Linked DNA regions of Gossypium hirsutum: region 2 is linked to region 1. Evidence: chromatin contacts called from public Hi-C data. All regions are on one chromosome and are shown on one strand. The core of a region is the stretch at or near the end of the contact, and the rest is flanking DNA. Distances in the headings are between cores, read along the strand shown.

Region 1 (5,699 bases), core at 878-3,377:
AATGATTTAATTTGCTTACTTAATTGAAATGATAAATCTATGTAATTTCCAAGTTCCTTTTCCTTTATTCTATGTTTATATTATTCTGGTACTAGCTTCTGGAGTGTGGGGTCAACCGAGGGCCAGCCAGCCAGCCAGCATGCCCTGCCCTGGGACTGGTGGAGGTTTAGGAAAGTATGGGGTTCATCAAGTTTGAAAATTTGTTGTATAAATCTGAATCTTATGATTACACTTTAGCGAATGATGCTCCCCTTTTTATATTGACTTTGGGGATGTACGTATGTATGTTTCATCATTATACAATGTCCTCTCCGCCATTCCTTTTTTTTTCTTTTAAATTTTCCTGGTTGCACCTTTCTTTTTGGACTCTAGTTCCCTTTTGACACACTTCATTTCCAGCCTTCTATCTCAGTGACTCCTCTTTGAAAAAGTCAATTTGTAAATTTAATAATCCATTTGCTAATCTGCTTTGTTTCCCTAAATGTAGCGAGGAAATAATTAAATAAACATTTATGGAAGAAGTTGGTTGTAGGGTTGATACTTTTGAACATTATTATCACATCTAATGGACTAGAATAAAGGAAGGTTAGCAAAATAAACTCATTTAAGCTTAGGAAAGATGTAATAGGAAGGACAAGAATGGCAGGATGGATGGGATTGTACATCTTACAAGTGTTCGATAAAATCCCATGTCTCACGCATTACCAAAACCAACAGAGTTCATGTGCTCATCTCATGTCTCATGATCATGGCTCGGAGATATTCATTGACTTTAAATTTTCTCCAAGTAAAGGGTGTTTGACTGAAATAACAATCTAAATCTTACATGGTTAAATGACATTATCAAAGATTTGACCTGCCTCCCTGCAGTGACAGGTTCTTGAGGTGGCAAACCTTTTTAGATAAACACAATGTAGAAGTGATGGATATTTGGGTAGAGGGTACAAAACTACAATGGCAAGAAGAAGAAGAAGAAAGGCGAGGGTTTTGACGGAAATAATAAAAAGTCAAAGGTGCTAATTTGAGGAAGCTTATAGAGCAAGTGAGCAACCCCACTGAAAATTGTCATACGGGTAAGAGAAAGGGAGATAGATGCAAATGCAGAAATGCGCAGCAGCTTAAAGCACACATCCCCATGTGAAAGCATCAAAAGAAGACCGGGCCGGAGACAAATCCCTCTCTGATTGTAGCCAATGTCCTAGTCATTTTGGGTCTTCGTGTTCCTTCTTTTTGACAGCCTTTCCCTTCCCAAGCTCAGTCCTAATCCACCATTGTTATGCATTTCATTTTTCTTAAAACCCTATTACAAGCTGCACCTCCATCATTATTACTGCCTTCCTCCTCTTTCTATGCTATCAGGTTCTTTTTAATGATCCTTAGCTCTTTCCTAAGTCAATGAAAGTACTACCTTCATTTCTTATAGTTCCTGAGAATTATTAGTTGTTTAGGCGTACTGTGAAACATTATTGTTAATTAATTGGAAGTGCTAATCTCAGAGCTCAGTTCTTAGCAGCTTAAGAAATTGGAAATGTTATAAAATAATAATAATAATTTAAAAAATCTGCATACTCTTAGAAAGTAGAAAATGCTAACTTGAAGAAGACCTTAAAGAAGTTGCTTTTATCCAACACGTAAACATCTAAACTGATACCTTAATAAAATAATACTACCACTGTATAGTAGGTAGGTCGACAGAGTATAGTGGAGCTACAGCATTGGGCAACGCCAATCATATTATATAAAAACAGATCCAAGGGGGGAACAATGGTCTGATATTTCGAAAGATGTGAATGTTTATATAGCATAGCATATTCAAACTACAAAATTAATCTCTCTATCTCTCTCTCTATATATAGATTATCGTTTTTTTTACTTAATATATATTTTTTATCGTTGGCATTAGTTTATTTTAATAACTCTAGCTTTCTCAGTTCTCACATTATCGTTGGCATTGCTCAAATTTTGTTTTAACTTTTGGAAAGTAGTCTGAAAAGGTGGGTGTGGTTTAGCAAGGGACATGGCCGTCAGGCGTCAGCTGTTGGAACGAAGGAAGAGGACTTTGGGACCAGCTACAGCCCCACAGTGGCACATCCACAAGGGTACCATCTTTTTTGAAGCGTCTCTGGACTCTGGCTTATCTACCCCGTCCCTATTCCCAGCCCAGGTGGCATGACTATGTGACTACGTCTCCTCATGAACCAAACCTAATTTCTTGCTCCCTATTCATCCTCATATTCTTTCTTTTTCATCTCTTAATATTTCAGTAAGTTTTATCTTATCTAGTACCAAGTAGTACAGAGATTTCCTCCATTATTTTGTTTTAAGTGTGTGTTTCTTTTTAGTTTCCCCAAACATGTAGTTATTATACTAAGAAATTATTAAAAGATTTATATATTCAGTCACCTTCAAAGTAGAAAATAAATAAAGTATAAAATCATGACCATCTACCATTCTCCAAATTCCAATGAAGAAAATATTAAAGTTCTATCATGTACCAGAATTGTACTATATAGCAGTCTTTAACTACAAATTCAACCATTAAAAAAAAGAATCTGACCAAGTGCTGGCTTTTATCTATATATCAATCAACTCTGGAGAATTTTTTTCCCCCAACTTCAATATCCTGACAACAATATACTATATCTAGATTTGGTTGAGTGATAGCATGGTTAAGTTTTTAAACCTGGGTTTTTTGAGATGCCCCAAAGGGTGAAATGAAATCGCAATCAGAGCTTGTTCTCTCCCGAAGGTATACACTATCCCGTCTCTTAACAGAGGGTGACCAGAGCGATCTTCTTGTAGAATCTGTGCCTATTTTTCAAGGCCCCGTAGCCATAGCCATGGGCATCGGCATCGGCATGGCAATATCTCACATTCTTAGTCCTTCTTCCATCAACCAAAGCAATAGATGAATCTGAATCCACATCTTTGACCAAAAGTCGCCAGTCACCACTCACTCTGCTCTTCAGCAATGTTTCCCTAATGGCTACTTTGATTGACGGAAAATGATTTATGTAAAACGTTTTTTAATCTTCTTATTTTTGTTTCATGAAAAATTTATTCATCTGAAAAAAAATCTTTTTTCTTGTAATACTTACCTCTTGAAAAAAAGTAAATTATTTTTCGAAAAAAATAAATAAATCAAGTTTAATATTATTATTATTATAATACTAATTTTTAAATTTTAATTTTAAAAATATTACAATATTAATATAAAAGATTATAATTTTCAATATGATTAAACATGCATATTTAATTATTATATTTAATAATACAATAATTTATTAATATAATTTATTAAAATTTTATTTTAATAATAAATGTTTTGTAGTATAGAGGTTAAAATATATCATAAGTTCATGTACTCTTCACGAATTTAAAATTTAATTTCTTTACTTTTTCAGATCTAAAAATTAAGTTCAATTGTTAACAATATTTTTTTTTGACAATTTTATTTTTGTCACATTTTTAAATAAAAAAAACTCACTTGTTAGTCATGTAAACCTGAATTTTAAAAATTATTTTTAATAGTTCGAATAACTAAACCTGAATTTTAATATCTAAAAAGTAGGATTAAATTCTCAAAAATAGAAGTACAAAGACTAAATTTCAAATTCACGAATAGTACAAGGTTTTATGTTTTATTTTAACCTAGTATAAAATATGTATATTTTAATTATATAAATATAAGTATTTGTTTAAATAATGTTTAGCTTCATTTATCTCTTACAACTCTAATTTGTCAATATGTAATCTCGTATATATAATATATGTAAATTAAATTAAATTTAAATTAAGTATTATTTATTATTAAGTTTATATATGATATTGATTATCACAAAATATTATATTATTACAAAATAAAATATTATCCATTGGGGCGTCTCAACTACACATTACATTCTCACAGTTCGTGCATGTTTGCCATACTAAATAAACAAAAGGAAAAGCTTATATATATATATATATATATATATAGGCTCTGCTTAAATCTATGGGTAAATTATCAATAAAAGTACTAGGGAAACCCTTATACTTAGGGGAAAATTACATTTCAACCCCTCTACTGAAAAAATAAACAAATTAGTCTTTATATATTTCTAAATTAGCAAATTAACCCATCCCTTAAATTTTATTTGTTAAATGATGGCGTAGAACGTTAATTTAAAAGGTTAATTACTAATTTAGTCCCTGGACTATAGCTAAAATGTCATTTTGATTTGGCATAAATGCAAAAACTACCTTCAACATTTAGGGGTTTTTGGTTTTGTGGCCCTAACTTTTTTTTATTGACACCCTCAACATTACGTTTTTTTTCAAAAATCAGTCCAATTTTAACGGTAAACGTTAGTTGATCGTCAATCAAACTGTAGCTCAACAAAGTAGCCTATGTGGCATGCCTCAGGTAGCCTCTCACAAATCCATTTTCTAGAAATCCACCCACCAAAGATCTTGCTCTATCGCGATCTCCATTGCCAGTGGAGCCTCTTGCATCAATTATGTAACACCCCTAACCTGTATCCGTCGCAGGAACAAGGTTATGGAGTATTACCGGAATAAATAGATTAAATAAAAACATTTCATATTATTATTTAACATTCATGTCGGATATTATTCATAAAGTCCTTTATGAGAGCCCTTGAGGTTCAAATTTCACTTTAGAACCGAATCGGGACTAAATGGAAAACTTAGAGAATTTTTTGCCAAATTTCAAAATTTTCCAAGGTGTAGGGGACACACGCCCGTGTGGCTCACACAACCAAGTGACACACCTGTGTCTTAGGCCGTGTGGTATTTGAAGCAGGGCACACGGCCGTGTCCCCAACCCTTGTAACTATCTGACTTGCAATACATTTAAGTACAAGGGTCACACAGCCAAGCCATACACCCGCGTGCCAAGCCGTGTGATCAATTTTAAGCATTTTGTTTTAAACTTTTGAGATGCAAGGGACACACAGCCAGAACACACTCCCATGTGCTAGGCCGTGTGTCACACACGGCTGAGACACACGTTTGTGTCTCAGCCTGTGTGGACAAAATAAGGTCATTTCCAAGCCTTATTTTTCACCCAATTTCACCTTCCACCTATATAAACATTTAAACACATTCAAGAGTCAATTTAAGACATTTAAACCTAGCCAAATCCAAGTCTTATGCATGACATATTAATACCTATGATTAAATGTCCAACTTACCAAGATAGCCTAATATTTATAAACATGTTTTACCAAATACACTGTCATAAACTAACATCCAATATACTTATATAATTTTCCTCATTCACCCATTTAAACATACTCATCAAGCATATTAAGACTATTTACATATCAAAACATATCATTCAATAGTCATTCCAATGGCTAGTTTCAACCAACATTAGATTGCCATCAATGGTAACATTTAACCTATACATGTCATTATTACCAAAATTAGTTTGCTATTTATATATATACCGAAAAGTCCGGGGGATAGTGTGATGTAGCTCTGACCAGCTTCCAACCTTTACGAGCCTCCGAGTACTATAAAACAGAGGAAATAAGACAGAGTAAGCACTTAATGCTTAGTATGTTCGTATAACGGGAAATTAATTTATCATTCATTTACTTATATAATAAACATGCATAATACATCCAAAGCAATTTGGCAATTAGCCTAACACATATAACTTCAACAAACATGTTAGTCATGGATTTCATGTG
Region 2 (5,699 bases), core at 1,455-3,954, 44 kb after region 1:
TTGTTGAATTATAATTTAATTTCTTTTCATTCATCATGTGTTATAATTTTATACAGTGTTGAGCTTTTGATTCATGATATTGAACTTAATTTTAATTTTATAAAGTGTTCACCTTTTGATTCATGATATTAAACTTAATTTTAATTTGTTTTTTTTCTTAAGATAATTATTTCAGGCGTTTCAGAATCAAATGTTTCTTCCCAAGCTTCTCGAGGAACCAAAAGGAAATGGGTTCCAGAAGAAGATGCAACATTGGTTTCATGCATGGTGGACTTGCACAATGTTGGAACATTTAATGCTGATACCGGGTTCAAAGCCAGTTATTTAAACGAGTTGGAAAAAACGTTAGAAAAGGTTTTACCCAATGCAATGTTGAAGGCTAGACCTAATATTGAATCGAGGATTAGGTTACTAAAAAGGAATTGGTCAATCGTGTATGACATGCTTAATGGCCAAAACAATAGCGGTTTTGGTTGGGATGAGCATAGGTAGCTCGTTGTTGCTGAAGATGCGGTTTGGGACTCTTATTTAAATGTAAGAATTATTTCAAGTCTTTATTATCTTATTTTTACCAAACTTATAACTAATACGATTTCCTCTTTTTTATAGAGTCATAAAGAAGCCGGGTCAATTCAGACATCGTAGTTTCCCTTACTACGACCAACTTACTGCCATCTACGCACGAGATCGAGCGGCTGGTAAAGATGCTGAAACAGCTGCTGATGTTATTGAAGAAATAAATGTTCAGGATGTACCTATTACAGATATTAATGAAGAAAGAAACGAATTTTAGGACTGCGAAGCTGATGTCTCTTTGGATGACATGGATGTTTCTGCTACGGAGCCGCAACCAGATAGAAACCAAGGGGGTTCCTCATATTCAAAGAAGAAAAAGAAGAATTCTGATGCAAGTGATAATATTTCTTCTTCATTTCATGATGCTGCCACTTTATTGGCGGAAAACATGTGGGCCATTGGTGAACAAATCAGTAGGAGTATTGCCTCCGATGTGGTAGTTCGACAGAAGTCAAAAGAATTCCAGATCATCCAAGAAAAAGCTACAAATTTATATCCAACCTTATGTGAAATAGAATGTTTAACTGTGGATGAGCGGTATCGAGCTTTGAGTAAAATTCAAGATCATCCAACTCAAATGCTCGTTTTCTTTAGTTTACCTTCTGATGTGCGGTTGGAATGGGTCAGAAGATTTCTTGCTGACCTTTAAAAATCATGGTTCTCTTGATGATATTTTCGTAACTTTTTATGTTTGTAATATTTGGGATGGTATGTCACTACAATGTTTAACTTTTTGATGTTGTAAAACTTTATAACATATGAATTATGATGTAAAATTTCATTTTCATCTAACCTTTTGTTAATATATGAAAATTATGTTTATGCAAAATATAATTCTCAAGTTATTTATTACTGCTAATATTTTTTTATTGTAGAATAATTAAATTATTTGTTTCACTAATGATATTTTAGCACATTAAATATGTATTGCAGTTTAAAAATAATAAAGTAGATTATAAAATATATTTAATAATTATTTTAAATTATATTTTATAGTATTATATATTATGATTTTAGTAAATTCATATAAGAATATTTAATATTAAGAATTTTATTAAATTATATATTTTAATTAAAATATATTTAATAATAATTATTTTAAATTATATTTTATAGTATTATATATTATAATTTTAGTAAATTCATATAAGAATATTTATTATTAAGAATTTTATTAAATTATATATTTTAATTAAAATATATTTAATAATAATTATTTTAAATTATATTTTATAGTATTATATATTATGATTTTAGTAAATTCATATAAGAATATTTAATATTAAGAATTTTATTAAATTATATATTTTAATTAAAATATATTTAATAATAATTATTTTAAATATGATTAAATTATTTATTATTGATATTAATAATCTTATTAAAATTTAATAACAATAACAATAATCATTTACCTAAAAAAATTCTGCTAAGGGTATTCTAATCATTTTAATTTTTTCCCTTATACTATTACAACTTCATTCCATTCAACTAAACACAAGAATACTATTACAGTTCTATTTTATTCCATTCAACAAAACAAAAGGATTACCTATTATGCCTCTGTTCCATTACACTTTTATTTCATTGCAGCGAATCAAACGTGCTCTTAGATGTAATGTAAACAGTTAAATTATTATTTTTAAAAATGATAGTTAAATTACAAAGTTGTTATCTATTTATATATATTTTTTTGAAAAAAAACTCTAAAATTGAGATAATTTTCGTGGCAGTGCATGAACCGCAGACGTCGAACTTGACATCCTGTCCCCTCGTCTCGTGCTGCTTAGCCCGAGAGGCCGATATTAGTGCATGACTTCGTATCTGACCCAAAGGCCACGTACCGGTTGCCCATGCTACGCTGGCGCAATGCCATCCACTTTTTCATACTTGGTGGTACGGATGCAACCGGGGAAAACTGGCAGGCGGCGAAGTCACACGTCGAAAGAGGGTCCCACGTGGCATATCTGGAGGCGCTTTTACGGACTTAACCTCACAGAATGGGAACTTGTGGCTGAGATTTGAAGTGAATGGTAAGAAGCAAAGCAAACAAGTTGAAAAATAATAGAGAAAAAGCGCAAAGGTGGGCTACACCTAAATGAGCTACTAAATTACTGCCAATTGGCAGCATCCTGTTGCCTCTCTCATTTCTGTTTACTGTTCACCGTTCATTCTCTTTCTCAGCCAGCTCAAATGAATTCTTTCGCAAGGTTGAATTTCATTTCCCACTCGTACATTCCGATTCTTCCTCATTACTCTTTTTATCTTTGCATCAAAACAAAATTGAACTCGGCCAATTTCCTTTCTTTTTTTCAAGAAAATATTTCCACAGGAAATTGTAGTGGCTGAGATTTCTCCTTACTCCTCCCCAAACTGTTGTTTCTGGTGTTTTAGGTCTCACCAGAAACGAGCCAGCTTTCATCTTCAGCTTTATTTCTTAACTCTCTTTTAAATACTTTATCCATTAAAAAAACTGTTTTCAGATGTCGATTCCGATCTCTTCATTGCCGGAAAATATGATGTCTCTAACAGGTCCTTGTTGAACTCTTTCTCTCATGCGTGATCGTTGCTTCCAGAATTATCGTCTTCTATGGCTATCTCTCAAGGTATTTCCACCGCATTTTCAGGATTTCTTTCTTTATTTTCCGTTTGGTTGCCACCTAAAATAATTTGCTTTGTTAAAAACTCTGCGCACCTGAGTTTAAGTTTATGTTCCTTATACGCAGTTGAGCAGAGTGACAAAAGAAAAAGTGTTTGATTCCCCCCCCTCTGGCAACCACATAGAAGGTAAAGGATCTTTTTTTTCCTCAAATTTATTTATGTTTTTGGTTGCTAAAACGGCAAAGTTTTGCATTTACCGGAAGGATGTATGTGCAAGTGTCGTTAATTACTAATCAAAGTTTTTTTTCCTCTCATTTCTCGAAAGGTTTTGGCGTCTACGGGTTCGTTTTGGTGAGGATTCTGAGTAAAGGAATTTTCTTTTAATCTTTGGGAGAAGCCGTTTCTTCTCTTTGTTACGGTGGATGTCCTTTATTTATTTGTTTGTTATTTTCCAGAGATTTAACTTTAGTTCAAAGTTTACTATGTGATTATAAATAAAGTAGTTCAGTCTGTTTATTAATTATTATGATTATGAATGATGAGGAAGTAAAATTAATTGGAATGAAAAAAAAAAACCAGAGACGGATATCTATCGATTGTTGTTGGCTTTTGTGTTTTGCAGCAGTAAATAGCTATCATCAGGTTTTTTGGAGTTCAAAATCGGCATTGCTATTTGTAGTTTTGGATGTCGAAATAAATGAAAGGAGTTTCGCGATTTACCCGTTGCTCGTTACAGAGGATTTGAAGCAGCGGTAGAGCTCCCAGGTCCTGTAAATGGACGCATACTCCTCCGGAGAAGAACTTTTAATTAAGGTATTAATTATCAAATGAGGAAACTGTTTTCTATTTCTTTTAAATTATGCAATTTGAAATTGTAAAAAAATTAGAGTTCTTATTGTTACAACCTCAATTATTTAATTAATTTTCGTTTTGAATGGTAGACTAGGAAGCCTTATACTATTACAAAACAACGTGAACGATGGACTGAGGAGGAGCATAATAGGTTCCTGGAGGCCTTGAAGCTCTATGGACGAGCTTGGCAACGCATTGAAGGTTTTCACTTGTTCTTCCATCTTATTATTTCTTTTTGTTGGTGGGTGGAGGTGGAAGATACAGAAATATTTCAACTGCTGGATTGGAGCTAAAATTTGTTAGTACTTAGTAGTTCCATATGAAATGCTTTAGTAATTTACTGTTGTCTTAACTAAATATCTGTTTTTTCTCTCATTTCTGTTTACCTGGTGATTCGCAGAACACATAGGAACTAAGACTGCTGTCCAGATCAGGAGTCATGCTCAAAAATTCTTCTCTAAGGTCATTTGGTGCCTTCTTGCTTATGCTTATATCCAATGTATTTTTCTGCTTCTTAACTCTTGTTTCTGCTATAAGTATATGAAATGTTGATCCCTCAACTGTTGGGAATATTATGGTTACTCTCTACTTTATAGTTCATATTGTTTTTAACACTTACTTGCAACCAAGAGAATATTATAGAGGTTCCCCTGGCACATCTGAATAACATATTGAGGAGAAAGAGTTGAACCTAATACTTGTAAATACTCAATAGCTTTCTGTTAAAACATTAGTTCTGTAACAGTGATCAGATTTATAGCCAATTATGCGAAGAAGCACTTCTATCATATCTAGAAAAGGCAGCAACCTTGATACTAATTTTATAACCAAAGTAATTTTGCTTACCACATTTAGGTGAAGCCTTTCCCCTCTCTAGAAAGATGCTTTGTTGTTCTGAAGATGTCGGCTACTTCACTTCCATTTATTTGGGTATGAAAACAGTGATCAGATGTGTGCATGGAAGGTTTTATCTTCATAGGAGTCTGATCTGTGAGAAAATAAAGGAGCATGGCTCCATTTTTCTCCATTGTTTTAAATGGTTACTTCCTTGTTGGAATTTCATTTTATGCACCAGGCATCCACTTGTCTGTTCACTTTTTGAACTTGCTGATGTAATTTTAAACTTAATCTACCATAACAGAGGATTTGGATTTAATATATATGGGTTTTTGGCATATAAAAGTCACGTAGCGACATGTAGCCTGAATTATTATAGAGAATGAAGTACACCCATTTTGAGGTTTTAAGGAGAGAATTTGGGCTGACCCGAACTAAGGCTGCATCAGGGCTAGATTATGCCAAAGTTTTGACTCTGCTTCAACTTGAATTTTTCAACATCCATGGACAGTGATTGTCAATTACTGTTTCCTTCATAATCAGCTCTATGAAAATCGAACTTATTCATCCTGAACTTAAACTGTGATTCCTAAGAAACCACTGGTAATTTTCTTCCATCTATACGTAGACTGATCCTCTCGCTCCCCTGTATTTATGCCATTTTAAAGCTTTCTCCTAATAAAAATTGGGGGCTGGTTTAGCCAAGCAATTAATTTAGTCAATGATTGTGCATGTATGTTCAATTGTGGCCTTTTTGTATGTCTGCTACAGTCAAAATGTTATATCGTGTAGGATCCTTTTGAGAGAATTCAATGTGGATTTTAAGGACTGAA

The links. A called contact is a pair of places that touch in the nucleus more often than the background predicts.
Region 2: a contact with region 1 is called in a Hi-C map of leaf, with 2.2 times the contacts expected there. The contact joins the promoter of LOC107912274 here to the enhancer-like site in region 1. A contact is called at or near these places in 4 of 34 Hi-C or Micro-C datasets (all in leaf).

The regions. Positions count from the first base shown.
Region 1 is chrD11:9,731,789-9,737,487 of Gossypium_hirsutum_v2.1, forward strand. LOC107912279 (transcription factor bHLH67) reads left to right here. Exons shown (of 4, transcript XM_016840373.2): 4 at 1-317. Among protein-coding and RNA genes, the nearest start is that of LOC107912279, 5.7 kb to the left of the region's middle. Within about 2 kb of position 2,128, at least 8 of the 9 cell types and tissues checked have an H3K27ac peak or open chromatin away from gene starts, as enhancers often do. A contact at or near this core is called in leaf, where this site is marked.
Region 2 is chrD11:9,774,856-9,780,554 of Gossypium_hirsutum_v2.1, forward strand. LOC107912274 (protein LATE ELONGATED HYPOCOTYL) reads left to right here and starts at 2,705. Exons shown (of 10, transcript XM_041105975.1): 1 at 2,705-3,182; 2 at 3,303-3,363; 3 at 3,503-3,528; 4 at 3,800-3,990; 5 at 4,119-4,230; 6 at 4,430-4,491. The coding sequence starts at 3,952. LOC121223724 (a long non-coding RNA gene) reads left to right here. Exons shown (of 3, transcript XR_005921065.1): 2 at 163-534; 3 at 610-1,329.